Regions from separate parts of the Mus musculus genome. Here regions 1, 2, 3, 5 and 6 are each linked to region 4. A link is a contact called in public Hi-C, HiChIP or PLAC-seq, Micro-C and promoter capture Hi-C data. All regions are on one chromosome and are shown on one strand. The core of a region is the stretch at or near the end of the contact, and the rest is flanking DNA. Distances in the headings are between cores, read along the strand shown.

Region 1 (3,595 bases), core at 1,072-3,571, 1.4 Mb before region 4:
CTATGTGAATTCTGCTTCACTAATTTCCCTTGTGTTTTACAGAAGGTGCCGGCATCAGACGCCTGTGTCCGCAGGCTTTTCTTGAGTAGGACTTGGAGGTTGTTTGGTTAGGGAAGGACTGAGATAAGGTTCCTCTTGGGGTGTGGGTATCTGGGGTTGTGCAGGGTAAAGCTGGCTATTAACTGGGGATAAGGGGAAAGGGATCAGCACTGATTCGACTCACCAGAAAGAGAAATTCTAGAAATTCCCAGTGGTTCATGCCTGTGATCTCAGCACTCTAAACACCGAGGCAGGAGGATTGTGAGTCCAAGGTCATCTCGGGATGTGCATGGATACTCTTGCCTTTATAATTTTCATACTTATTACTGATTCAATGACATTGAATAAGCAGAATTCAAAACAGATTCCACTTACTTCTTCTCTCTCTCTCTTTTTTTCTTTTGAGACCAGGTTTCTCCGTGTAACCTTGGCTGTCCTGGATCTTGCTTCACAGACCAGGCTGCTTGGAACCCAGGGATTTGCCTGACTCTGCTGTCCAAGTGCTGGGATTAAAGGCTCACCGCCATACCAGACTCTTTACTGTGTTTTAATGCCAGTGGTAGGAAATATAGCTAGCAATGTGGCTCTCACTTGTAGTTTACAATGGATGTTTATGGCACACCATGATGCAGGGTGGTATCTCTACTACAAAGGAGTCCTCAGTCGGTGAGGCCAATAGGAACATATTCCAGGGCAGGTACAAGACACCAGAACACGTGGAGATGTGAACTGGAGCCTCCCCCAGCCTTTGTTGGTTTCCTTCTGTTAGATCGCCATTCTGTATAGCTCCCGTTATTGTCAGAGGTCCATCCCTCTGCTCAAACACTGATGCTGTGTCCCTGACACGCCCAAATCAGGCCAAGTCTCAGCACAATTAGCTGATTTCCCTGCCAGTTCCCCTATCTCCCCAGGGGTTTTGATCTCTGGCCTAAGTGACTTTCTAGTTTCAGTATCACTCTTCAATTTTTTTTCATCATTTCTGCTGGTCCGGGTGTTGAGAATGCGCCATCGATAACCCTCCATTTCCCTCTACGCAATTACCAAGCTTTAGTCTCACACCCGTCCCCCTTCTTTTTCATTCGGATAGTCATCTTCCACAGAGGTTCCTACAGAAGTTCAAACTCTCCTCCATAACTCTTCCTCTCCTAGTTTCTTAAGATTAGAACTTTGTCTTCTAGGAGGCATAAAACTCAAACAGACATATGAACAAAAAGCCGCTGAATTGAGATAGGCCCTGAGCCCAGAAATTAGAAAGGATGGCTTGGAGAATCTTGTGGGGGAATGGAGACGCCTCACTCGTTGTTAAGGTCACAACCCTGGCAAATGAGTCAATAACTAAGGTCCTGCCAGGCTGGAGTGATGGAGGTTGGGGGCAGCTAGGCTGGGTGATTCAATTGGAACAAAGGAGGCAGCCACTCTTTTCTATTTGAAAACCTGAGCGAGCTCTAATCAGCCTAGCGCTAGGGCTTTCTCTAATACCTGGGGAGGGGGGTGGGTGTCTAATCTGACCTTTTCAAGACCCTTCAGTGGGTGTGTCTTCAGACGTCTGGGGGGGGGGAGGCGGGGAGAGTGTGTGTAAAGGTGGGCGAATAAGGCAGCGTTTGTGGATGGTGACCCGGGTCTCTAGGGGATTAGAGGGCTTGTGGGGCAGAGGTTTGTGAGGCACCAGGAAACACACCAGGTTTCATTACTTGCAGCGGTGAGCTCTGGGCTGGGAAACTGAAGTTGTTGCTAGGAGGTGCTGTCTGGGACGAGCCTGGTCTAGAAGGACTGAGCGTCCGCGGGACTCACTCAAGGTCATTGTTCCTAGCAACACGAGGGCTGTGGGGAGTCGGTGTGAGCTCCGAAATCTTTAAGGTCAAGACTGCTTTTGTGTTTCCCCGGCAGTCAGTTCACAGCCGGCCACGTGGGAAGTGAGCAAACTAAGTCCTTCCAAATCGAACTAAACTAAAAGACAGGAGACAAAAGCACAGGCTCTTTCCCACTCCACGCCGATTCTACCCACGCTTGCAAGTTATTCTTACTCTCCCGGAGCGGACAAACCCAGGCTGAAGGGAGCAAAGTCCTAACCAGGGAAGAACAGAGGGGTCCGCTTGAATCCCCTAGGAACGTAGGGTGGGCGAGTGGGCGTGTGCACAAGCACGTGCCCTCACGCAAGAGTGCGGGGGGGGGCGGTGCGGGGGGGGGCGGTGCGGGGGGGGGGGGAAGGGAGTGGTCTCCATAAGGGGGAGGGGAGAAGGCAGGGGGGCGGGGAGAAGCAGGCTTTTTAGGACCCGGCAGAGGCGGGGGAGGAGAAAGAAGGCAAGGAGGCGTCTCCCGCATTCGTCTGGGCCGTGCCACCTGCCCGCTAGCTCGCTGCACTACCGTTGCCCACAAGCCAACATGCTGCCGAGATTGGGCGGCCCCGCGCTGCCGCTGCTCCTGCCGTCGTTGCTCTTGCTGCTGCTCTTGGGCGCGGGCGGCTGCGGCCCCGGGGTGCGCGCCGAGGTGCTGTTCCGCTGCCCACCCTGCACGCCCGAGCGTCTGGCCGCTTGCGGGCCCCCACCCGACGCGCCCTGCGCCGAGCTGGTGCGAGAGCCCGGCTGCGGCTGCTGCTCCGTGTGCGCACGGCAGGAGGGCGAAGCATGCGGCGTCTACATCCCGCGCTGCGCCCAGACGCTACGCTGCTATCCCAACCCGGGCTCCGAGCTGCCCCTGAAGGCGCTTGTCACAGGCGCGGGTACCTGTGAAAAGAGACGCGTGGGCACCACCCCACAGCAGGTTGCAGGTAATGCGGACTGTGAGCACTAGTTTTGGGCTTGGGAGAAACTCTCTCGTAGCTCAGCGGGTTCTCCTGGCTGGTGACTCTCACGTGGGAAAAGAGAGTCCGACGGGACCCTGGGACTGATGTAGAGGAGAAAGAGCTTAGACCTTAATCAGATCCAGGGAGACTCTTGAGAGCGGGAACCCGAAAGACAAACCCGGGAGGGAGGCTGCGGGTGGAGCAAGCGGGATTTGATGGGGTAAAGGAGGAGAGGAAAGATACCTTGCCACCAGGGTCTTCCTTAACGGGACTTAGCGGGGAGGAAGGTGGTCTGATCTAGGGGCTGAGGGGGTGGAGGTGGGGGTTGAAGAGCCTGTAGGAACTTGAAACTCATTTGAAACAAAACTTGAGTCAGTGACCACCGGTCGAATGTTTAGCGGTGGGCGTGCTGCTGGCTGCCGCGCACAGGTGACACTGCAGACCTCGGGTGAGAAAAGATCGAATGGAGAAGCTCCTTCCTTCTGGCGTTGGGAGGTGAGGAGAAGGGTAAGGATGCACGTGGAGAATGGAGCGGGCTCCATCTGTGTAACTTAAGCCGGTTGGCCAGCTGCGTTCCGGCACCCTGGCTGTGCGTCTGGGCCTCCGGTCAGAATGCTGGAGCCGCTTGAAAGCCAGGGGAGCTACAGCTCTTAACGCGGGTGTGTGTCACACCGTACCTCCTCCTAAATCTAGGGAACTTTTTCTGTCTCACGGGATGGGGAAGGTGGGGTTCTTTGTTAAGGAGCCCTTCTTTCTCAAAAGAAAAAAAAAGTT
Region 2 (3,684 bases), core at 948-3,447, 2.0 Mb before region 4:
ATATCCCTGGCTGTCCTGGAACTCACTTTATAGACCAGGGTGGCCTCGAACTCAGAAATCCACCTGCCTCTGCCTCCCGAGTGCTGGGATTAAAGGCATGCACCACATGCCTGGCCCAATATAAACCCATTGTTAACTACAGAGGTGTATCCAGTATTCCCATTTTATTGTATTTTTAAAGATTTATTTATTTATTTTATGTATATGAGTACATTGTAGCTGTACAGATGGTTGTGAGCCTGCATGTGGAGGTTGGGAATTAAATTTTAGGACCTCTGCTTGCTCCTGTCAACCGTGCTTGCTCCGGTCCACCCACTTGCTCAGTCCCTGCTCACTCTGGCCCAAAGTTTTATTTATTATTATAAATGAGTACACTGGCCAGTACTGGCAAGAATAATGATCACATGTATCTGGTCTCAAATCGTTTCCCACCTCTGCAAGGTTAGCCCTACAATAGTAAGTATCCCGTGCCCTCCAAGGTCTCATTGAGGTATCTGACAAAAATTAAGCAAAAATTAATGGCACAGCCAGGCGTGGTGGTGCACTCCTTTAATCCCAGCAGAGGATTAAAAAAAATTAATGGCATACAATCTTAGTGACTGTTCTGTTGCTGCATCATGACCATGGCAACTCTTTTTTGTTGTTGTTTTGTTTTGTTTTTTTGATTTTCGAGACAGGGTTTCTCTGTGTAGCTCTGGCTGTCCTGGAACCCACTCTGTAGACCAAGCTGGCCTTGAACTCAGAAATCCACCTGCCTCCCAAGTGCTGGGATTAAAGGCGTGTGCCACCACCGCCCCGCAACTCTTGTAAGAAAAGTCATTTCATTGGGGCGGGTTTACAGTTTCAGAGATGTGGCCCAATCTCATCATGGTGTGGTGGGAAGCATGCTGGTAGGCTCTGGAACAGTAGCTGAGAGCGAATTCCTGGAGCACGGGCAGAAAAAGATTCTGGACTTGGCATGGGCTTTTGAAACCTCAAAGACCACACCCAGTGACACACTTCCACCAACAAGGCCACACCTTCTAACCCTTGTAATCCTTTCAAACATTCCACTGCCTGGTGACTGAGCATTCAAATATATGAGTCTGTGGGGGCCATTCTTATTCAAACCATCACTGGTACCTTTACCTAAAGGATTTAAATGCTAATGACAATCCATTAAGTAGTTGATGGTTACAAAGTGATTTAAAGTTACAAATATAAGAAAACACAACAAAATCTCTGTAATAGGATGTATCAGGATGGTGTTTGTGTTTGGCATAAGAGGTCCCAAAGCCTTGGGGGCAACTCTAAGCCCAAATCCTACAATATTGAGTACTTACACATAAACACATTTAGAAGTTTGGTCTTTTAGTATTTTGCCCTTTATATTTGGCAGATTGTCTTTTACTTGAGGCTGGGTCTCATATAGTTTAGGCTTTGCCTGATCTGGTCCTCCATTCTGCAATTTCCAGTGGCAGTGGTTGGAAAGCATCCTACCCAGCTTTATTCCCTATAACACTCAAAGAGGCACAGAACCAGCCCAGAGCCTACAGCTCTTCGGGGTAAATTCCTCTCAGGATTATGTCTGTCCTTAAACTGAAAATGATCTAAGGTTCTGGGTACCAAGGAGCTAATAAGAGTAGTGACTGTCCACTCTTCACTCCCACGTGCCAAACATCATCGATCCCTGCATTATTATTGCATTTGATGTTAACCATCGGTATTTTTTAGCCTGAAAACTGTAGAAAAGTTCAAAGACATCACACAATTTATTAAGGATTTCAATATATGACATTTTTTTTTTTTGGTCAAGATTTACTACAGTTTTTACCTAAGTAGGTTTGCCTTGACAACATTGTGAAAACACCTAACAGAAAATCACTAGCCTGCTAGACTCCCTGTGGAGCCAGCCTCTCAACAAGGGAAGATTGTCTTAAGACAACGCGAACTAGGAGCAGTAGGTCCACCCTTCAGCCACCGTCCTGCCTCAGAGTTTATCCAGTGCATCTGGCCGTGGACATGCCCCCTTCAGGTCTTTCTATTTCCGGTGGATTCCAAACCGCAATAGTCTGTGAGTCGGCCTGTGAATCGCGGAGGCCGCGGGGAAGAGCTGATTTGCACGTCCTGCCTCCACGCGAGGGGCGTGGCGACGTGCACAGGCCTAATTTGGGCTTGTGTTGTCACGCCCTTCGCGAGGGGGCGGGGCATGCAAATCATACTCGGCGTGCGCGCTCGGGAACGCCGGGAGAGCCCGGGTCGTGGACGTTGAATCTGAAGCCGTGGGTGCTGGAGTGGGAGTGAGGTGTGGAGGGCGCAGACGCGGATCGGAGGAGGAAGGAACCGCGGGGGAGGCAGGAAGTGAGGGTTGCGAGCGGTCACCACAAAGGTAATGTGTCTCACGGACGCAGAGCATGGCTGCGTGGTCTGTATTTGGTATCGCTTCTCGGCCTTTTGGCTAAGATCAAGTGTAGTATCTGTTCTTATCAGTTTAATATCTGATACGTCCTCTATCCGAGGACAATATATTAAATGGATTTTTGGAACTAGGAGTTGGAATAGGAGCTTGCTCCGTCCACTCCACGCATCGACCTGGTATTGCAGTACCTCCAGGAACGGTGCAACCCCTCTGGGGAACAATGTTGGTTAAATGTAAGACATTTAGGACTATTATAGCTCGTAAATACAGGCTGCAGTTACTTTTTCTGTCTTCTTTTCTACTTTGTAGTTACCCGGGTCTCGTTAACCCCTCTTTGATAGACCAGGCTGGCCTCTAACTCGGAAGTCCGCCTGCTTGCCGCCAGTTGATCTTTTTCTATTGCTTTACTTTTCTTATTATTATTCAGGTTTCATATTTCCACTACCAGGCTTTTCAGGCAGAGCAGCTCGCTTCTTTACTTTTTTACACAGTCTTTCCATCCACTGGTCAATAACTGTGATTAGGTGGGAAAGACTCTAAGGTTTTTATCTCTTTTTTTCCCCTCTGGGGAATAATGCTGGTTTAATAAGAGACCTAGAAATTAGGCCAACGTGGATTTCTTACCAACCTGTTAGTTTTACTGCACATCACTCTACATTGCTGCATAATATTCTACATAATGTCTAGCTTTTGATCTGGAAAGAGCTGTGAGGCTGTAAGGTTACTAAGATGGACAAGTTATTTTCAGCTTACTGTCACAAAACACTTGCTAGTTATGTAAGTCTGGTGGCATTAAAAACTCTTAGGCTTGCATAATTTTTCTGAAAGCTAAAATTTTGTTGACTGTTTATGCCTATGCTGATTTTCACAGCAAAGACCCGCTCTAGGTATGTTATTTTTGTACAGTAACCTATAAATAATGATTCACTGACAGAAGTTGTGTCAGAGTCCTAGATTCTTCTGAAATAAATTATTTTTAAAAGGATTTATTTATTTATTGTACATATATGAGTACTGTACCTGCCTTCAGACACACCAGAAGAGGGCATCAGATCCCATTACAGATGGTTGTGAGTCACCATGTGGTTGCTGGGAATTGAACTCAGGACCCCCGCAAGAGCAGTCAGTCCTTTTTTTTTTTTTTTTAAGATTTATTTATTTATGATATGTAAGTACACTGTACTTCAGACACTCCAGAAGAGGGAGTCAGATCTCGTTATGGATGGTTGTGAGCCACCATGTGGTTGCTGGGATTTGAACTCTGGACCTTCAGAAGAGCAGTCGGG
Region 3 (3,623 bases), core at 481-2,980, 1.2 Mb after region 4:
TTTCCATAGGAACTCAGCGCCTGCTTCCAGTGCCAAGTCAACTTCTGCTGTGTCCCAGCCAAAAGCAGCCCTTGAATCTGCCCCCCCGGGGTGGGGGTCTTTTCCTCCCAGTGTTGGGAGCCTGCTGACCTAGACTCATGGGAAGCGTGTAGGGACACCCAGCTGTGGGGCCCTGGGAAGCCACTTTGCTGAAAGGTTGGGAACATCTAGTTAGAGCACCATGCATGGCTAGGACCAGGTGTGTGGGTGGATGACACACTGGGGTGCCCCTCACTAGGAGCCTGACCTAGCCTTGCAGCCAGGGTGGGCCGAGCAGCGGCCTGAATCCCCTAAGGGGAGCTACGCTGATGACCCTCCCTCGGGGCCAGCCTGAGACTGCAGGGCCAGGCTGACGAAGGGGAGGGGTGGCCGTTGGACAGCGTGTGGACCTCGGGCTCTAATCCCCAGCAGCTGCCGTTTCCCTCAGATCGATTCCCTTCTCACTTTTTTTTTTCAGCTGCTGGTTCCGCGGCTTGGATCGATGGAGCCGCCTCCCCCTCCCCTCTGAGCTTCCTCTCCCTGCTGCTCATTAGCACCCCGATTAATCAGCCCCCCTCTCCTCCCAGGACAAGTGCTTCCTCTCCCCCATGAGGACTCACACTTTTACACACCCCCAGGGGCCACAAGTGGACCATTTTTGCTACCCCCAAGCGGGAGGTGCCAACGTACCCCCCTCCCGGTGAGCCAATAGGGGCTTCCACTTCCTCTCGTGATGGTAACCCATGTGTCTGATTTCCCTCCAAGATAGCAGCCTGCAAGGCAACCCTGTCTAGCTCTGCCAGAGGACAGGACATTCTGGGCACTGATTTCCTTAGCATAGTATTTCCATTGAAGCCCCCACTCACCTTCCCACCGGCTCTAATAGCTCTCCTGGGCGCTTCATTTCCTTCTACCCTGCCTCTGAGCTCTTAGCTCCCCGGCCTGGCTCATCCAGATTCCCCTCCTCTCCCCCAAGCCTTGTCATAGCAAGGGATTTGGAGACTAAAGGACTAGTAAAGTGGCTACAGACAAGTGAGCCAGGCAGGGTGGCCTCTGCTTCAGTCACAAGAATGACTGAACCTGGGATATGGGGCAAAGTCAGAAAAAGGGAACCAGGGTCCCTCCTGGAAGGGGTAGGGATGCGGTGGATGTTGAAATCAGCAGCAAGGCTCTAGGGGAGGGGAGTCTGAGTGAAGCCACAGTTGTCTCTTCATCTCTCTTGCCTGCCCTCCCCTTCCTTCCCTCCCTCATTCAAACAAGTGGCTCTCACAAGGAGTTGCTGGAAGCTGCTTTGAGTGGGGCAGTGAGATCCCTGGAAGGCTGGAGTCAGGAGTCAAGGAAGCTGGGAAGTGGGGTTGATTGACCCTTCGTGGGGTGTGGTCCAGAAGAAGTGGCAAGGAATGGGCTGAGAAGTCAGCATAGCACCATTCCCAGTTTGGCCCGAGACTAGGCTATCCGTGGCCCCCACGCTTGACTAAGGTACAGCGAGAGAGTTTCAGAAGCACCCCTGATCCTGGAATCTCCATCCTGGGCTGGGGTAGGGTGGGGCTTTTCCCTCCCTGGCCTGGCTCCTGCCTCCCGTGCCAGTGCCCGACGGTGAAACGCTGTTGACATGTCCTGAATTATTAAGCACGGGGTGGGCTCCAGAGCACATGCTGAGCGGAGCGGCTGGGGCTGCGCGGCGTGGCGGAGCAGCGCTTGCTCCCTCGCTCACTCGCTTGCTCGCAGGGACACACGCAGGGGCTGACAGCTGTGCGGGTGCTGATAAGGGAAGCCACAAGGAGACGATCGAGGAGAGAGACAAGCGGCAGCAGAGGCAGCAGCGGCAGAGGCAGCGCCGGGGCTGCGGAGCTGCTGGGAGTGGGAGTGACGCCCCCACCTCGGGCCCCCACCCTGTCCCCGTCCTCCTCCTGGTTGCCCTGAGTTTAGAAGAGCAGCCGCTGCCGCCACCACCACTCCGGAGGGCACCAGGGCTGCTGTCCAGGGAGGGACAGTAGCAGTGAGGCTCTGGCCAGTCCCAGCAGCCGGGGACAGATGCCGATCGAGATTGTGTGCAAAATCAAATTTGCTGAGGAGGATGCAAAACCCAAGGAGAAGGAGGCAGGGGATGAACAGAGCCTCCTGGGGGCTGCTCAGGGGCCAGCAGCCCCTCGGGACCTGGCCACCTTTGCCAGCACCAGCACTCTGCATGGGCTGGGCCGGGCCTGTGGCCCTGGCCCCCATGGACTGCGCAGAACCCTGTGGGCACTGGCCCTACTCACCTCACTGGCTGCCTTTCTGTACCAGGCAGCCAGCCTGGCCAGGGGCTACCTGACCCGGCCTCACCTGGTAGCCATGGACCCTGCTGCCCCAGCCCCAGTGGCGGGTTTTCCGGCTGTCACCCTCTGCAACATCAACCGCTTCCGGCACTCGGCACTCAGCGATGCTGATATCTTCCACCTGGCCAATCTGACAGGGCTGCCCCCCAAAGACCGGGACGGGCACCGTGCAGCTGGCCTTCGCTATCCAGAGCCTGACATGGTAGACATCCTCAACCGCACTGGCCACCAGCTTGCTGACATGCTCAAGAGCTGCAACTTCAGTGGGCACCACTGCTCCGCCAGCAACTTCTCTGTGGTGAGTTCTACCAGCTGGGCCACCTGAACCTGGGGTGGCCAGAAGCTAAGGTGGGGGGTGGAGGGTAGTACGTGAGGGTATCCTCAACAGGGCTTCCCTTCCTTCTGCCACCAGAGGCGGGCCTCGTGTCTCCCTCAGCTGGTGTTTCCCTCTGGCTCCTCAGTCCAGGAGCAGTGGATGCTCAGAAGGGCTTACCCCGTGGCACAGCTCCTTCTCCTCCTCTTCTGCTGCTGCTGCTGCTGCTGCTGCAGTGTTCAAGGTTCAGGGGCCAGGGCTATTCCTCGGGATGGACTCAGGGCCCTGAAGCTGGTCTTCATCCCAAGGCCAGACAGACTGAGCCCCACTTTGTTCTTGTTCTCCTTTTCTTCGGGGGCTACTGGATTCTTCTTCCCACCAAATCAAAGTGACAGGGAGAGGGTTGCTAGAGGGGAGAGGTGTCCCTGTCTAAGGAAGAACTGGAGGGGGGCGGGGGGAGAAGGGCTGCCTTCTGGGGAGCTGGCCCGGCCAGCCAGCTGGTTGGAGATGGTCTTCGTGTATCTTGGATGCCAGTCTCTTTCGTCTCTGTGTCTTTCACACACACACACACACACACACACACACACACACACACACACACTCAGCCCTTCACAGCTGTTCTCACACACCCCTCTTTCATGCTCCCCCTGGTCGGTCCTGCTTGCCAGTGCCCCCACCCCCTCTGGTCCCTGTTCCTGCTGCTCCATTGCCTGGCTCTGGCTCTCACACTGGGAATCACTCATTCCCTCTCTGTACATAACTCATCCTCAGAGCTGGCACACAGATACACACACTTAGGGACATGGTTTCCTTGCACACTCCCTGCCATGCACGCCTAGTGTCCCTGTCACTACATTCATGCACACCTGCACACCCACATATCCAGAGAGCTACTCATTCCATGCCTGTACCCAGGTTCATAGCTGCCAAGGATGGGGGTCACGCTGGGGATGTCATCCCAGCTCCTGACACCA
Region 4 (3,510 bases), core at 279-2,778:
TTGCTTAGCATACACATTTGTGCTTTGGGGTTTGAGAGATGGCTCAGCAGGTAAAGTACTTGCTAGGCAAGGCTGATGACCTGACTTTCATCCCAGGATTCCACAGTGGAAGAAGATAACCAATGTCCAAAAGCTGTCCTCCAGCCTCCACTCAACAACCACGATGCACATGTACTCTCCCTATAATAATAAATCTTAGAATTCCATATTTGTTCATTTGCTTTGAGACAAGAGACAAGGTCTCACCATGCAGTTCTGGCTTGCTTGGAACTTGCTGTGTAGAACAGACTGGCCTGGAACACACAGAAATCTGCCTGTCTCCACCTCCCGAGTGCTAGGATTAAAAGTATGCCTCACCACAAGCAGCAAAAAAGATTTTTTTAGAGACAACTGAAATGAAGTAAGAAAGGCATATTGGTGTGAACTGAGAATCCCAGAACTTGGAGACACCAATACATGTTCAAGGCTAGCCAGAGCTACAGAGCAAGTCCCTCTTTCAAAAATCTGGACAAACAGGGCCAGGGCGTGGCTCAGCAAGTTGTGCCTGTTGTTAAGCCCGATGACCTGAGTTCAATTCTCAGGATCCATGTGTTGGAGAGAGAAGGGAACTGACTACCAAAAGGTGTCCTCTGATCAATATCAAACAAAATTTTTTTTTTTATTGCATGGAGAAGAGGCTTAATTAAAATTGTTCCTGGAAGAGAAAAAAGTGGAAACATGGTACCCAAGCTGAAAGGACAGGTGGCGGTGGCGGCACTTAAGCAAAGAAATAAAGGTATGACAGGAATCCCTAAGGCCCATCTGGATTCCTTTCCTTTATTGCCCAATAACAACGTGGAATTTATTGCGTTTTTGTTGTTGTTGGTTTTTTGTTTTTGTTTTTTTTTTTTTTTTGGTTTTGGTTTTTCGAGACAGGGTTTCTCTGTATAGCCCTGGCTGTCCTGGAACTCACTTTGTAGACCAGGCTTGCCTCTGCCTCCTGAGTGCTGGGATTAAAGGCGTGCGCCACCACGCCGGGCTTTTATTGCGTTTCTTTTAGCAGACCATAAGCTTTAGAAGGTCAAGTCCTCATCTATTGCATTAATCACTGTATCCCTGGGAAGGAGAGATGGCCACTAAACAGTCGCTGGCGAAGAATAGGCACAACGGTGCTGCAGGGTAGCCCTAAGCACGGAATGAGCAAAAAGCACCCACAAGTTGGAAGCAAGGGATCCCCCCCACCCCAAACAAGCTTCTTAAGGGGGCTTCTGAAATAATATCGGAAGGGTGGAATCAGGCTTCTGGAATATTCGCGAAAGGGGCAGGTGGATTGTACGGACAACGGGGAATGACAGGTGAGCGTAGGACTCTCCTGGTCAGGAGGAGCGGGGCGGCGTGTGGCGCATGCGCACGCATGCCCTCTGCCTGCCTCCTCACCGGGACGCGCTTGCGGGCGAGTGCACGCGCGAGGTCGAAGCGGAAATGGCGCCGCGGGGCCGCGCGTGCGGGCGGCGAGCGGAAGTGGGTGTGAGAGCGGAAGTGGCCGGCTGGAGCCGGGGGCTGGGCGGGGACCGGGATCGTCAAGTAAGGCGGCGGCGGAGGCGGCGGCGGCTCGGCAGGCGGGTTGAAGCTTCGGGGGCCAGGTCGGTCGGGTGGTGGCTGCCTGCTACAGGCAGCGCGTGCCGGGCCAGCGCGTGTGTCCGCCTCTCCCCACCCCGCTCCCCGTCCCCTTCTCCCCTCACCTACCGCACCCAGCCCCCCTCGTCAGGGGCAGCGGGGCCGCTCCCTCCGTCCTACCCTCGATTGCCCACCCTCACCGCCCTTGTTTCTCCTTCCCCTGCCCGGGGCAGCCGCCGCCATGATCCTGCTGGAGGTGAACAACCGCATCATCGAGGAGACGCTCGCGCTCAAGTTCGAGAACGCGGCCGCCGGGTAAGCGCACGCCGGGAGGAGGCCGAGTTGACCCCAGCTAAATCCCGGGTGGCGTCCAGCTCCCCAGCCCTAGAGGGGGACAAATCGGGAACCTGGCGCGGCTTCAGGGTTTCCCTGGCAGGATGGACGTGGGAAGCCACGGGGCGCGGTGAGCCGAGGGCCTGAGATGCGTGGGGAGAGGCTGAGATAGGGATGCGGAAGCAGCGAGAGGACAGGGGCAAGGCGTGCCAGAGAACAGGAGACCTGTAGGACGTGAGGGCAGCCGAGGCCAGAAGTCACGCCCGAGAGCCTACGGTCCTCAGGGGGGAAGAGAGGGGTGCACTTCCCTCTGTCTTTTCCGTCATTGTACCGAACCCAGAGAGACCCTTTTGGGGAAGCTGGATTGAATGGAGTTTTCAGGAATTCCCAGGGCGAGGTGGGAAGAACGTGTAGGCCCAGATCGCCACCAGCATTCTGCTTCCCCACCCCCATCTCTCGAGACCCCAGGAAAAGCAGGAGGCAAGACTGAAAGCAGACCCAGGCTGCTAGGGGGGTAAAAAAAATCTCTAACCTACTGTGAAACTAGCCATTTTGTTATATATCCTTTAGGCAAAGCCAACGGTTCTCCATCCACACTCTCTTTAGCTCTCGAGACAAGCTTGCTCTATTTACTTATTGGTTGTGTGTCTTAAATTCTTATCAAAGACCCCGGTCTTTGATTTCTTCTGTAGTAATGCCGACTGGGTTAATAGCTGCTTCTGCTCCCAGAATCTATAAAGTTCTTAAGATAACCATTTATAACATCAGCATCTTAATATATGGGACGTATTTCCAGCCCTCTCTGTCATACACAAAAAAGCAAACTCCTCCCTTAAAGCCGCGTTGCCTCTCTAATATATTTAAAACCTGAGCAGAGGAATTGGGTTTTAGGTTCTAATTTATGGTGGCCTGTGGCCATTCCTTTGCCTCATTTCCTCATTGGTAAAGGTGGGGCTTCACATTTTGGTTTCACAGTTAGGAAATAAGTGCAGGCTGTTTTCTGTGAACTAGGAACTAGAAATAGGAAAGTGCTTGCCGATCCACAGAGGGAAGAGGACTGGGAGAGGGGGAATTCATTCATTCTCCCCCTTTAATTCTAAGCATTTGTAATGAACTTGTGGTTCACAGACATCGAAAGCATGAACCCACTACTTACTCGGAATACATTGTCTGCTCCGTCTCTTTTGTAAGGTTACAGATTTTACCTGCAAAACAAAATGGGACATTCCTTGAATTGGTGCATTCAGTGTCATGCTGTTTCCTGCCCTGGACTGCAGTTGAGCATTTGTGCACCTCACTTGTTTCTTGTCTGCAGCTTCTTTGCATTTTGAGTTTTGGAGTTAGTCAACACAGGGCACTTACTGTGGGTGAGGGGGGTGCGTGCTTTTTTTTTTTTTTAATTAGTGTAGCACAAAGGAGGAAGTTAAAATAACTTCTGCATTTTCACTGCTGATCTTAATACATACATTCTCAAGTCTTGACTAGCAAAGAATGAGTCCTGGGTGGTTACAAGCTGATCTACAAGATAAATGGCTGTGTGTGTTCAAGTGGAGGCATGCCTTTAAATGGAGGAGGACTTTC
Region 5 (3,529 bases), core at 102-2,601, 1.1 Mb after region 4:
CAGATGGATGGCCAGATGTGGGATGCGCAGGATGGGCCGTTCTATATGGACGAGCCTCTGCTCCAGCCGGCCTGAGGTAGGGCACTGTGGCCAACCGGCCAGGTCAGAACTGGGCACCTCCCAAATCCAGCTGATAAAATCCCTTACTAAACCCAGAATAATCATGTCCCCTCTTCCCCACGAGGACTCTTCACTGGTACACTTAAGAAATGGGAAGACATTCAAGCTTCAGGCTGCCGGAAGTGAGAGCCTCCCCAGTTCCTAGCCCCTCGATACCACCTTGATAATGACGCGTCCAGCCAAGGTCAGGTCCCGGTCGAACCATGTGCTCCAGATCCCACCGCCGTAGGTCTCAACACCGACCTGGTGGTAGCCCACCTGGCTTCGGCGCGATTTGCGTTTCACCTGAGCGTAAGAATGAGAAAAAAGGGAATGTCTGAAAGACAACATCTGGAAGGGAGACTCAGGCAGTAAGTTATACAGAGCAGATAGCACATCAGTTGACAGCTGAAAGTGTATGTGGGGAACATGAGAGCATGGGGCGGGTCTACCTTCTTCCCGGGACCTTGGGATAGGGCCTTGCAAACTCTACCTCCAGGATCTCTTCTTCCCAACCGCCCCCCCCCACACCTCCCTTCAGTCCAAACAAGTCCTAACTTCTTACCCTGAGACAGGGACTGTCCGTGTGGGCCCCAATGAGGCTGAAGCCATTGCCAGGAACATACTGGCCCCCCACAGCAAAAGCAATGATGGAGGAGGAGTTTCTGGTTAAGAAGTACTGGGGGAGAGAGTTGAAAGACAGGGGCGTGAGTTGCTTTATGATCCGGGACACAGGCCTTTGCAATAGTGTCTGCCCCCACGCTATCCCTTAGTACCTTGTTTTCTGGTACGATATCCCAGCCCTCTGTTTCCTTGAGTTCACGGAAGCCAGCCTGGAGGAGGCGGCTGCGGCACTCAGCCACGACTGTAGGAAAAGGGCTCTCTCAGCGATGGAAGTTGGTCAAGTCACTCCCACTCCTAGCCTCCCTAACCCTGGTCACCTACCGTGGAAAGGAGAGGGACTCCGGTTCACGAACTTCAGGAGCTCTCGGGCTGTGGCCTGGATGGCCTCTTTCCGAGCCCTGCCGTTCATAGCCATCTACAGGGAGAAGTGGAGAGTTCAGGTGGCTGCCGGGTCTAGGATCCCTCTTTCAGCCCCCTAGAAATGAGAGCCCCAAGGCTCAACCTCTGCTTCCGAGGACTTCACTGGCGACAGATGTGGATTCCTAGCTCGATCGCTCTCGGCTCAAAGGTTCAGTCCCAGGGCAAGAGGACCTCCACCCAGTTTTGTCCCTGGAGTACAGGATCGGAAAGGCCCGCCCCCTAATCAGATAATCCACGCCCCGCCCAGCTAGGAAATCCCGCCTCCAAGAGGACCTCAAAGCTGGAAAGGCCACTAGCCGGCGCGCCACCGTGTCCGGAATCAAAGCACCACTACACCTGTCCCTTAGCCCCGTCAGTCACTAGACAGCCCTTCCGGCTCCGGGAAGGTCAGGCCACCTCGGAGGGTTTCAGTTTTACTTTGAAACCGGAGTACGCCCGTGTCAGCGCCGCCTTAAGCTTAGCTCCGAAAGGGCGCGCGGCCTGCCACCGAGCCGAAGTGGAGGCGGGACCGGCAACAGCAACACACCTGCATAGCCCCACCGCACTCCGCTCCAGGAGCCGGACTCCGGCCCGCCCCTGACGCTCCGCTCCTCCCTCCCGGATCAGGCCTCGCCTTCGCCGAGCTGTGGGCTCCGCCTCTCGTCAGGCCGCACCGGGACTCCGCCTCTACCAGGCCTCGCCCCGCCCCCGCTGCTCCGCGAGCTCCGCCCCTGTCAGGCCTCGGTCGGGTTCCGCCCCCTCCCGCTACTCGCTCAGCTCCCGTCAGGCCTGGTTCCAAACACGCTGACTGCTCTGTGCCAGTCAGGCCGCGTCCCGCCCTCACTACTCCGAGAGCTCCGCCCCTGTCAGGACGCGTTCCGGTTCCGCTCCCGCCTCACCGACCCGCCTTCCTCCAATCAGGCTGCGTTCTAACCACGTGGACTAGTCAGCTCCAGTCACACCGCGCCCCGCCCCACTGTTCCACTAGCTTTGCCCCGTTAGGAGCCACGTCTCATGACCCGCCCTCATTGCGCCACTAGCTCCGCCCCGTCACGCCTACTCTCCAGACCTTGTCTCCGCTGTCCGGGCTTCCTTGGCAGGCCCCGCCCCTGATGCCTCTCTCGCCCCGCCTCCATCAAGTCGAGTCCTCCAGGCGTTGACCCCCCCCCCTCCGCCCTTTCCTTTGTCAGCGGCCTCGAAGCCGCTGCGAGGCGTTCCGCTCCTGGAGCACCCTCAGGCAGGACGGCCCACCGCGGCGGCGGCAGCGCGCTCTAGCGCCCCGGTGGTGTTAGCACAGCCGCTGACTTCCATGAGTTTATGTTATGATAAACGTTATCGTATGTAATTCTCACAATTTTACTGTCAGCATTTTGTAGACAACGGAATTATGAGAGTAATCTGTCTCTAGTTACAAATGGATGGCACAGCTGGGCTTATGACTCCATAAATTAGTGTGCAGAGCCTAGAACAACTGCAAGAGACTTTCGTAGGCTTTTTTCTATCCTCTTTGGTTAAATGTTATGCTACTTAGTAGGTCTCAGAGGAACACAGAAGTCAGTGACCTTTTCAACACAGCTGTTTGGGTGGCCCTGAGGTTTGATTCTGATACTCATGATTTTTTTTTTCTTTCAGACAGGATTTCAGTTTTGTTCAGGCTTTTCCAGAGCTCACTATGTAGCCCAGGCTGGCCTCAAATCCATGGCAATCCTGCCTCAGTCTTGCAATTGTTGGAGATACAGGCATGAGCCGCCCCTACTGGCTCTTTCTACTCCTTAAAGCAGTTGAGGGGGGCAATTCCAATATTATGTTTCCATGTCAAGAATGTTGAATAGCAATCTTAAAACTCATCCATACATCGATGGATCAGGACTCTTGTGGCTTTGAGGTTCAAAACAGAGTCGACCTACCATGAGTGTAAAAATAGTCTTTCCAGGGATCACAGGTCTCTGGGGTGGGGGTGGGGGGCATCTGTTGCTTTTATACTTGGGATGGAAATGAACAGGGATAGATTCTGGAAAGGTCCTGCCACCCTCACTTCAAAGGGGGCAGTTTCAAGATCCGTTCAGTGGGTGACAGACTACATCTGTGTAGCTTCTTAATCATCCTTTAGATATCATTGTATCCCTACTCATTTGTACAGTTAATTAATTACTCATTAATAATTATGTAAGTCGCATTATGTATGAAGCTGAGTGCTAAGTGGACCATGGGAAGGATGTTCTCATCTGTTCTCTAAGGTCTGGTTACGTGGGGGAGGGGCTACATTCTAAGCTACTGATAGCTAAAACAGGGTATGGTTCTCCATATGAGTGGGTTCTGCATCGTTGAATCCAACTAAGTATTTGGGGTCCTGTGTATTAACTAAGCAGAAAGTACAGACATATTTTAAAAGTAGTATTTATGAGAG
Region 6 (3,717 bases), core at 849-3,348, 1.9 Mb before region 4:
ATACAATCTAATGACTTTTAGTAAGGTAGAGGAGATGAGAGAGAAGGGCAAGGCCTGCCAGAGCCGTGTTTGCCATACTTTGGTTCTCTAGAGTTCCTTCGGATAGTAGCCAGGAACTCTGCTGCATTAATCATGTTTGTTCTTTCCCCCTGGATTAAAGGAAGCTTTTTTTTAGAGCAAGCAATGCTTAAACTCCATGCATTTTCAGGACCATGGTCTTCTAACTGCTTAGAAGTGGGTGGTTCTTGAGACTTCCATAAAGATTGTGTAGATGCAAACAAGGACAGCTACTAGAACCTCTTTTTATTTTTCCTAGGAAACAGACTTGTATTGGAAGTGTGTGTGTGTGTGTGTGTGTGTGTGTGTGTCTGTAGAAACGAGGGAGTAAAAGAAACAGAAGGGATGGAGGGAGGGAGAGAGAAGGAGGAGGGGAGAGAGGGGGAAAAAGAGAAGAGGGAGAGAGGAAGAGAAAAGAGAGACTCTATCCGAGATGGAACTATGACACAGCTTGCAAACATTCTCTGTGGTAAAGCCCTAGTAACTCTAAAGATGAACCATAGTAAAACTATAACTAGAAATAACGTTTCAGTTTCAAAAAATTCTCTAGTCTGAATAAAAGCATGGAAGAGTCCTCTGGGTGCGAAGTGTCTGTCTAGACACCACTGTGTTTATTTTAAAATTTTTATTTGTTTATTTTCTGTGTATGAGTGTTTTGCCCGTATGTAGGTTTGTGTATCACATGGGTGCCTGGTGTCCTCAGAACCCAGAAGAGGGTATGGGATCCTCTGGAACAGGAGTTACTGATGGCCGTGAGCTGTAATATGTGAACTGAACCCCAGTCCTGTTCAAGAGCAGCGAATGTATTTAACTGTTGAGCCATCTCTCGAACCCTATCAGCTTCGATTTTTAAACCTTCATTCCCTGAAGGCTTCTTCAAAAATTCTCCAAATCATATCAATTTTAGTGCCTGTTTTCTTGGGACCATTTTCAACAAAAGAGAATCTGATTGAACGTTTCCCACATTGAACAGAGGTTTGCAGACATTTTCCAGGTCTCTGGACCTTTTGTCCAACCACCTGCAGCTTGTGAGTCATTTTTGTATAGAAAACAGGCAGTTTCTGTGCAAGGGTTATCAGAAGGGAAGAACTGCAGGGCAATTTCCTTGCAAATGAGTGGTGAACACTCACGGGAATTGACAGCCTCCATCTCTAGAAAAGGGCATCTTTCCCAGCCACAGACACGCCAGGGTAGTAGGAAATTCTTCCCAGAGGCTAAGGTGTTTTAACCACTTTGTCTGTAGAGTTGAATGCCTTTCCTACTTTTTCTTCCTTTTTAAAGATTTATTTATTTATTTAATATATGTGAGTACACTGTAGCTGTCTTCAGACACACCAGAAGAGGGCATCAGATCCCATTACAGATGGTTGTGAGCCATCTTTTTCTTTTAACTCGGTGAACTCTCACTCTTCTCTTTGGACGTTGATCTAAGGTCATCGTGTTCATGGTTTTTTTTTTTTTAGTATCATATTTAGAAGGCCTTTAGAGGAGTTAAGTGACTTCGTGGATTCATCTTACACAGGGGACTTTTAACTCCAGAGTGCCAATACAAATTGCTAGCGAAAGGGATTATTATCAATTGAGTAATAGCAATTATTATTTTTTTTTTAGTTTTAAAAATCATGTATGCACGCGGCTGCATGTGGGTATGTGCATTGAGTGGAGGCCAGAAGAGGGCGTCAGATCCGCGGAAGGCTGATGTAGGTGCTGGGCTTTGAAATACCCTTGCGAAAACAGTACACATTCCTAACCTGGGACCCTTTCCCTTTAACCCCCTATTTACTTTTTTACTATTAAACTTGTTATTTTAAATTTATTTATTTACTTATTGTGATGTGTGGGACACGTGGAGATCAGAGGGCAACTTGTGGAATTGGTTCTTTTTCTCCACAATATGGGTGCCTGGAGCTTGAATGGGCTCGTCAGGCTTGATGACAAATGTCTTAGACGGCAGAGCCATTTCTCCAGCCCAGTACTGACTGGCTTTTAGCGGCTCAGAGAACAAAGCCTTGCCTAAGGAGGCAGGGAGAGAATTCTGCGCATGCTCAGAGCCCATGGCTTCCCCGCCTTGCACGCGGGACGTCTGGATCTGTGGGTTGCCCGGAACTGAGTTGCGACACTCTAGGTTTCCGCCCGGAAAAAGTAATCAAATCACCTGAGGACCAGCATGGCGTGGTCCGGTAATAAGGTACCGAGAGCAGGGCCTTTTGCCTTTCCTAAGCCGGGGATCTCTAGAGGGTGGAAGCTGTGGGAATCGCAGCTGAGTCAGCACTGAAGGATGGATGCTCAAAACGAAAGACTTGGGGTTCGGAGTTCTGCATTTGAGTCTTGTGCACCTTCACGCTTCCGAAATCCTCCCTCCTGCTTCTCCAGCCTCTCACCCTTCCCTCCTCCCTCGTTGCTTCAGTTTACTTTCTATCCACGCCACCTGCTAACACAGACGTCCTTTATTGCTTCCGAACCTGGGTTCTAAAAATCTTTGTAAGTTATCGAGGATAGATCCCCTACATGCCAGGCTCGTAAAACTTCAGAGGGGTTTTGTGATTCTGTGAATGAAATAACTCAAGGTGTAATATTACGTAATATTATGACCTTCATAATAATTTAAAAATCTCGAATTTATTGAAAGCTTACTGTGTGAGGCACAACTAAGCCCTTTATTCCTATTTAATTAAATCTTCACACCAAACCGTGAGACGACCATTATTACCCTTAGCTTGTCAGTAGGAGAACCAAGCAAGACATGAAGAACTGAAGTGATTAGAACGTGGTCACCCTTTCCATGAGTGGTAACATGTGAATGGGAATTCATTCGGAGCTCTGAAAGAAAAGCAAAACAGAATGCTCAATTTCTAAGAATCTATGATCTTAGAATCCTAGATTAATAATGGAAATTACTGTAAACTTTAGAGAGGTTGTTTTTGATCACTAGAGAGAGATGCAATGGCAAGGATCCATTCATTCGTTTAATACAAACAAGATAGGGGTTCAATAACGGAGCTCTGTTTTCCTCCACCCCCATTTGGGAATTTGATGAAATTATGAACCCATAATGATGTTGCTCGCTTCCTTTGTTCCTCTGCCTTCAGTTGCTGAGAACTTTGTAGCTCCCGTGAAGGACTTACTGTGGCAGATGTACTTGATAAAATTCTAGCAGGTTGTATTGCTTCAGTGTGGTAATGAAGAGCTGCAGTACCCTCCCAGTTTGTCTTCCCTGGTTTTCTTACTGCTTCCAAAGACTTTAAATTATCATAAACCATTCTTCCAGACCAGAATTTACACTGTCAAACTCTTTGATGCCTTACTCTGAATCTCTAATTCTTGACAAAAGACTCCCAGTCTTTTAGTGTTTGCTACTTTAAAAGTAGATTTGTGGCCGCCTATTAAAGGAACACAGCCAGCATATTTTGTGATGCCTACATTTAAAAAAAAAAAAGATTTTTATGCTGAAGGAATCACTGTGGGATGTAATTTGAATTCCTCTCAAAGGTATTCTGTAGTTTATTAATGTTCATCCCAAGATAGGTTGTTGTTGTTTCTGAAACCTGTTAAATTTCAGAGTGTCATGTGATTCCATTCTTTATGAACTAAGGGAAACTAGTATTTCCTTTGAGTGTTGCAAAAACGTCAAAATTGGGGGCTCATCCCCCACTATAGGAG

Evidence for each region. Promoter capture Hi-C pulls out the DNA fragments that hold promoters and counts their contacts. Hi-C and Micro-C count contacts between places; a contact is called where the count stands out from the background. HiChIP or PLAC-seq counts read pairs in DNA pulled down with a chosen protein or histone mark.
Region 1: a contact with region 4 is called in a promoter capture Hi-C map of embryonic stem cells, with 2.5 times the contacts expected there. The contact joins the promoter of Igfbp2 here to the promoter of Arpc2 in region 4. A contact is called at or near these places in 2 of 39 promoter capture datasets (cranial neural crest and embryonic stem cells) and 1 of 115 datasets of contacts at active chromatin or transcription factors (embryonic stem cells).
Region 2: a contact with region 4 is called in an HNF4G HiChIP or PLAC-seq map of pancreatic cancer cells. The contact joins the promoter of D230017M19Rik here to the promoter of Arpc2 in region 4. A contact is called at or near these places in 4 of 39 promoter capture datasets (cranial neural crest, liver, pre-B cells and 1 more), 1 of 484 Hi-C or Micro-C datasets (B cells), 2 of 115 datasets of contacts at active chromatin or transcription factors (large pre-B cells and pancreatic cancer cells) and 1 of 9 other capture datasets (adipose tissue).
Region 3: a contact with region 4 is called in a Micro-C map of the G1E-ER4 cell line. The contact joins the promoter of Asic4 here to the promoter of Arpc2 in region 4.
Region 5: a Hi-C map of pre-B cells shows a contact between it and region 4, with 7 times the contacts expected there. The contact joins the promoter of Dnpep here to the promoter of Arpc2 in region 4. A contact is called at or near these places in 4 of 39 promoter capture datasets (the C10 cell line, erythroid cells, liver and 1 more), 2 of 484 Hi-C or Micro-C datasets (erythroblasts and pre-B cells), 3 of 115 datasets of contacts at active chromatin or transcription factors (the 230-238 cell line, large pre-B cells and thymic regulatory T cells) and 2 of 9 other capture datasets (liver and pancreatic islet).
Region 6: a Hi-C map of B cells shows a contact between it and region 4, with 7 read pairs. The contact joins the promoter of Xrcc5 here to the promoter of Arpc2 in region 4. A contact is called at or near these places in 8 of 39 promoter capture datasets (the 3T3-L1 cell line, the HPC-7 cell line, embryonic stem cells and 4 more), 1 of 484 Hi-C or Micro-C datasets (B cells) and 3 of 115 datasets of contacts at active chromatin or transcription factors (embryonic stem cells, extraembryonic endoderm stem cells and large pre-B cells).

The regions. Positions count from the first base shown.
Region 1 is chr1:72,822,159-72,825,753 of GRCm38.p6, forward strand. It overlaps Igfbp2 (insulin-like growth factor binding protein 2), which reads left to right and starts at 2,322. Exons shown (of 4, transcript NM_008342.3): 1 at 2,322-2,806. The coding sequence starts at 2,422.
Region 2 is chr1:72,241,796-72,245,479 of GRCm38.p6, forward strand. It overlaps D230017M19Rik (RIKEN cDNA D230017M19 gene), which reads left to right and starts at 2,198. Exons shown (of 4, transcript NR_155355.1): 1 at 2,198-2,368. Gm24497 (a small nuclear RNA gene) reads left to right here and starts at 2,418; the gene lies at 2,418-2,608.
Region 3 is chr1:75,448,780-75,452,402 of GRCm38.p6, forward strand. Asic4 (acid-sensing (proton-gated) ion channel family member 4) reads left to right here and starts at 1,731. Exons shown (of 10, transcript NM_183022.3): 1 at 1,731-2,634. The coding sequence starts at 2,053.
Region 4 is chr1:74,234,989-74,238,498 of GRCm38.p6, forward strand. Arpc2 (actin related protein 2/3 complex, subunit 2) reads left to right here and starts at 1,529. Exons shown (of 10, transcript NM_029711.2): 1 at 1,529-1,911. The coding sequence starts at 1,838.
Region 5 is chr1:75,315,666-75,319,194 of GRCm38.p6, forward strand. It overlaps Dnpep (aspartyl aminopeptidase), which reads right to left and starts at 1,352. Exons shown (of 15, transcript NM_016878.4): 1 at 1,226-1,352; 2 at 1,045-1,138; 3 at 876-964; 4 at 665-778; 5 at 280-405; 6 at 1-84. The coding sequence starts at 1,138.
Region 6 is chr1:72,305,323-72,309,039 of GRCm38.p6, forward strand. Xrcc5 (X-ray repair complementing defective repair in Chinese hamster cells 5) reads left to right here and starts at 2,099. Exons shown (of 21, transcript NM_009533.2): 1 at 2,099-2,245. The coding sequence starts at 2,225.